Regions from separate parts of the Ovis canadensis genome. Here region 1 is linked to region 2. A link is a contact called in public Hi-C data. All regions are on one chromosome and are shown on one strand. Each heading gives the region's core, a stretch centred on a gene start, on an enhancer-like site or on the middle of the called end of the contact. The rest is flanking DNA. Distances are from core to core; before and after follow the strand shown.

The links. A called contact is a pair of places that touch in the nucleus more often than the background predicts.
Region 1: a contact with region 2 is called in a Hi-C map of lung, with 4 times the contacts expected there. The contact joins the promoter of MAP3K20 here to the enhancer-like site in region 2. A contact is called at or near these places in 2 of 2 Hi-C or Micro-C datasets (fibroblasts and lung).

What each region holds. Positions count from the first base shown.
Region 1 is chr2:142,175,478-142,178,177 of ARS-UI_OviCan_v2, forward strand. It overlaps MAP3K20 (mitogen-activated protein kinase kinase kinase 20), which reads right to left and starts at 1,391. Exons shown (of 20, transcript XM_069577192.1): 1 at 1,107-1,391.
Region 2 is chr2:142,062,041-142,064,740 of ARS-UI_OviCan_v2, forward strand. It overlaps MAP3K20 (mitogen-activated protein kinase kinase kinase 20), which reads right to left. Exons shown (of 20, transcript XM_069577192.1): 10 at 1,921-2,027. Among named protein-coding and RNA genes, the nearest start is that of TRNAE-CUC, 86 kb to the left of the region's middle. Within about 2 kb of position 1,356, the one cell type or tissue checked has open chromatin away from gene starts, as enhancers often do. A contact at or near this core is called in fibroblasts, where this site is marked.

The DNA of each region.
Region 1 (2,700 bases), core at 141-2,640, 110 kb after region 2:
GTAAGTCGATTCTAATTCACTATCATTCATGAGAAGCTGCTTATTGTAATATCTCTGGAATAGGACGCTAAATGGTGTTGCTTTCATTATTAAAGAAAGTAAGAAAAATAGTAATTAAGTTTCCCTATGAACAGTGCTTATGCAAGACCCAGAGGCGCATCAGAAACGAACATTTTCAGCACTCTAACAACGATTGCCCCGTTCAGTAAGCAACTCGATGTCCTCTGGTCAGTTTTGTGTTAAAGTTTGTCTGCAAGCTGTCAGGAGCCAACGCGGCTTGGCGGCCGCCTCAGCCTTTACCCCCAGGCCTGGTGCACTTTCCCGGGCCCAGGAATCCGAGACGCCAGCGGGTCGGCAAAGGGGCCACCCTGGCGCCCGCGGGAGGCTCGGGGGCCCCTCGAAGTGCGGGAGGGCGCGGGCTCCACGCTCACGGCGCAGGGCTGGCGCGGTCGCCCTGGGCGGGATGCGAGCTCCTGGGCCGGCTGGCAGGAAAGCAGAAGTTAGTGGGCTCTCCTCGCCCGCGAACACCTCCGCCGGGAAGCGGCCTGCACCCTGCGCTGATTTGGGAGACTCGCGCCTCGCCTCGCGAGAGACGCTCGGGTCACCGCCGGCGAGGCCGGCGCTCTGGCGTCCGGGGAGGGAAGGCGGCGACCCGGAGGCGCCGCACGGCTGGCCGAGACGGCCGGAGACGCCCCGGCTGCGCCCCGCTCTTCCGGGCGCCAACTTCTGCGTCGGATCCGCGCGAACTTCCCGAGCCGCTCCCGGCTGCGCAAGGCCGCGGGAGCCCGGGACGCCGGCTCCGGATCGACCGCGGCAGGGCCTGGGCCCGCGACGCCGGGACGAGTCGCGATCGCGATGGGCCTGCCCCCCACCCTCTCCCCCGCGGCCTCCGGCCCGGCCCCTTACCTGGCTCCCAGGCCGGGCGCGAGCAAGAGCCGGGGGCGCCGAGGCCCCGCGCGCGGCGAGGGCAGGGACGGCCACCGGGGTTCGAGGGGACGGCTGCCCGCGGCGCGGCTCCCACGCTTCCGCCCGAGTCAGGAGTTGAACATTCCGCCTCTCCGCCCCGCGCCAATGAGGAAGACAGCCACGGCAACAGCACCACCTACCTCCGAGCGCGGAACCGCCGGGCCTCCCTGCAGGCGTCCCGCACGCACGCCCGGCTGGCCGCCCCGCAGACGCGCCAGACAGCCAGGCGGGGGAGGGCGCTCCGGCTCCCGGGCTGGCCCCCTAGGGCACCTTGCGTCCCGCGCCCTGGAACCCTGCCAGGCCGCCGCAGGCTTCACACGGCACCCCATACTGTGGGGGCGCGGGGAGAGGGGGTATGTCTCTGCGCCCCTTTGTGCCTTCACATCTTTGCACTCAACCCATCCTTATCCATAAACATTTACTATGAAAAAAGCGCTGGGATACAAAGACGAGGGAGGTTGCCTCGTGCGGGCCAGAAGTTAATTATCCACTTGGGAAGAGGACCGACGTGTACAGATATTTCTAGGGAGATAGGGCTGAAAGCTGCTTCAATGAAATTATCAGTAGATAACCTGCGTAATTTTGAGGAGGGGTCCTGGTCTGTTCCCCTGGTTGCTGACGTTAGCGAAGCCGATTTCAGATGAAACTAGAATGCATTCCAGGGGTGAGTAAAGGGTGGAAACCAGCACAGGGGAGAGAAGTTACGATCAGTGAGGAGGATGGTTCTATGAAGCAAACGGGAGACTAGGTTCCAAAGATACGGGCAGCACAATCCAGGGCTCACTGAGTTTGAGTTTTATCATCTATGGACACAGAGGAACTGGGGAAAGTTAAGACTCCAAGGAATGAAATAGCTTTTGTGGGTTGTTTTTTTTTTTTTAATGGTGATTTCTAGCAGTCCACAGTAGATGCAGGATGGGTTGCTAGGGCAAAACCAGGAAGCAGCATATGGTGACCACCTGGTTATGAGGTTATCAGGACTTGGCGCATACAGAATAGAATTAGAAAAGAAGAAACGGACTTGAGAGACATGTTTCAGGAAGAAGCCACAAGAACTGGTGATCCACTAGAAGTGAAAAGAAGAAAAAGTCAGAGATGATGCCAAGATTTCAGACCTGGGTGACTGGAAGAATGATGGTGTCATTGACAAAAATAGAGATAAGCAGACTAGGAGCTGGCTTTCTGTTGAGTTTGAGGTCATGGGAGGAAAAACCAGTAGAGATGCCACAGTTGAAACGGGAAACCGATTCAGAAAAGTGGTCGGGAGGGAAATACAAAATTTCTAAACCATTCATATAGTTAAAAATACCAAAGAGGAGATATGAGTGAAAAAAAAAACCCACTTTCTAGTCTGTGATTCAGATTAATTATTTGAATTTTCCCTTTGATTAAGAACTGGAAATTTTAGCATTGATAGATTGATTCTATTTGGGGAACTGAAAATTAGGATTAGTGAAAACTGTCATGCTAAAAATGAAAAACAAAACTCTGGTATAGGTAATCAAAGAATTCCATAAACCATCTAACCATTAAAGGGAAAACTAAGGCTCTTTAGCACAGACCTAGGTATGGAGTGTGGAGAGGGCAATGGCAACCCACTCCAGTGCTCTTTTTTTGTTGTTGTTCAAATTTTATTTTATTTTTTATTTTATTTTATTTTTTCACTTTACGATATTGTATTGGTTTTGCCATACATCAACATGAATCCGCCACGGGTGTATAGTGTTCCAAACC
Region 2 (2,700 bases), core at 106-2,605:
TTCTGGTTGTGTTGACATACTTTACAGGCTCCCTAGCTCATGGATATTAATAGTAGTATTAAAATCCTACTAATCCTTTGGCTAACAGATCAAACAGCAGTTCCTCAGGGAATCCCTTTATTAAACCCTCAGACTAGATCAGATTTCATGGTTTTATAGTCTCAGACATCCAGGACTGTCCTGTCCTAATATTTATCAAAACAGTAATGAGAAAGTTATTTGTATATCTGTATTTAGTAATCTAATATTAAACCCCAAGTGCACTGTTACTGTTCTGTTCATCACCAGAGCCCACACCTAAAGAACTTTTCGCAAAGGTTTAATGAATATCTGAATGAACGAATACAAGAGCACATCTATCAAAGCAAACAAATCAACTGACATGTTTCTATCCTCCTGTGTAATATGGCGACGTCTTTCAATATTATTGCTACTATGGCATTTCCTTCTCCAAGTATTTGCTGAGCAACCGCAGTGTTCAAGACAGGTTCTAGATACTGCAGTTACAGCGATGAACAGAAGAGATGATCTGACCCTCTTACATGTTAGCCAGCAAGACACACGCCATTATTAAACAACAGCCTGCAGACCTGCTTATTAACTTCAACACAGGGTGTGAAGGAGATGCTCTCAGGGCACATAAAGCGGAACCTCAGTGGCTCTGGGGTCAGGACACACCTGCTTGAAGGAGAGCTGTTTTCAGCCACTATCTGAAACAATATGATCAGAGCCAAGTTGGGTCTGGGCATCAGGGCTGGTATGCTGCTGAAATGGGATGAATTTCATACAGAAGAAACTGCATTTGAAAGGATTCTGTGTGAGGGAGAAATCGACACATGTTGAAGGACCAAAGCCAAAAATTAAGGGGTAGAATGACACTCAAGATAAAGCAAGAGCACAGAGGGTGTCATGAATCTTGTGCTTTGGCCTTTGTCCTAGAGTTATGGGAGCTCCTTATACTGATTTAAGGGAAGTGATCTGATTAGATGTGTACTGTAGGAAACAAATATTACTAACATGTTTTGTTTATTTTTTGAGCCCAGAACAAAGTCCCTCATACCTAGACTCTAGCAAACAGTATTACTTTTATATTACTAAGTAAAAATTCATTTTAACTCACCGGTCCTAGAGATTCTCCAAGAATAAAAAGTAAAGAAGGTTATTGTAAAACACCAAACAGAAAGCCCAAAGAAATGTGCAATCACAGGACTAAACAACTCCGTCATTTTTGAGCGCCTGTAGTATTCATTTGCTATCGGCAGGTGGCGTGAGGCGTCATGTTACTACCCATAGCTATCAAGAGCAGGGGTGAGTTACTTAAATCTCTGCTGAGTCAGGGAGAAATAATGTCAGAGCCCAAACATGCTATTTATATTGTACATCACGTGACCTGGCTCCAGTGTCTCATCTCTGGCTTAGTTCTTCCCCTCACACAATACAATTCTCTCATTACTTAGCTTGTTTACATTTGACAAAATGTAATAGGATTTATAACATTGAAAGTTTTATTTTAAAAGTGTTTTTACAGTCTCCCTACCCCTCCCATCAACAGAAAAAGTACTCTGCCTATTTCCAACCAGACAGTATTTTGATTTCTCACTGCACAGAGGCTAACGTTTCCTAACAGGGAGTGTACACAGAAGGAGTGTCTGCTAACCGCCTTTTGTCTCAGAAGATACTGCTTCAATATTCTTCCTAAATACTTAGATATATGATAAAGCAACACGCTTAGAGGAACACTGTTTGCTTACATGTGAGAGGGAGAGCTTATTCAATCTCCAAATTTTTTTAACACAAAAAAGCCCCAGTTTCTAAGAGATTGGGACTGTCACCCAGTTCCCAGGTGCTCGTGCTGTCCGAAGCCAGTCGCCCACAACCCCCTGGAGCCAGCTGATGTGACCTGGGGTGGGAGGCCCCTACCTCCATTCTGCTTTGTTGTGCAGGAATGAGTTACACTGGTCAGAAAGCTTCGAATCGAGTGACATGGACTCCAGGATTGAAATGATTTGCTTGAAAGAAGGCCGTTTCTGAAGGAGAAAAAAATAATCACTTGTTGGGACTTAGGAAAGTAGATCTTTAAGAAAAAATCCACAAGCATAGCAATACGGTCAAATCACCATAACAAAATAAGATATGCTGGAATATCCTGATTTTGTTCTTTCACAACTGTCGCACTGCATAGGAACCATACTTATTTTCAATCAATTATTCATAATAGGCTCAGATGTCATTTTTCTATTGTGTTGTCTAAGGTTGGAATGATTACAGTATTTTTCCAGGTTAGGTAAGAACTAATTAGTTCTCTTTGAGGTATGTTTAAAGACTCCTGAAAGGAAACAGTTTAGTCTTTTAAAAAGTCATCTATGTGATAAAGCAAGCATAGTGAAAGTTAACGGTAGGGTCTGGGTGATAGGGGTCTTCCTAGGTGGTGCTGGCGGTAAAGAACATGTCCGCCAATGCAGGAGACATAGAGACATGGGTTTGATCCCTGGGTCAGGAAGATCCCCTAGAGAAGGGCATGGCAACCCACTCCAGTATTCTTGCCTGGAGAACCCCATGGACAGAGGAGCCTGGTGGGCTACAGTCCACAGTGTTGCAAAGAGTCGGACACGAATGAAACGGCTTAGCATGCACGCATGCACAGTGGGTGATAGGTATACCAGTGCTCACGGCAAAATTCTTTCAACTTTTCCACGTGTT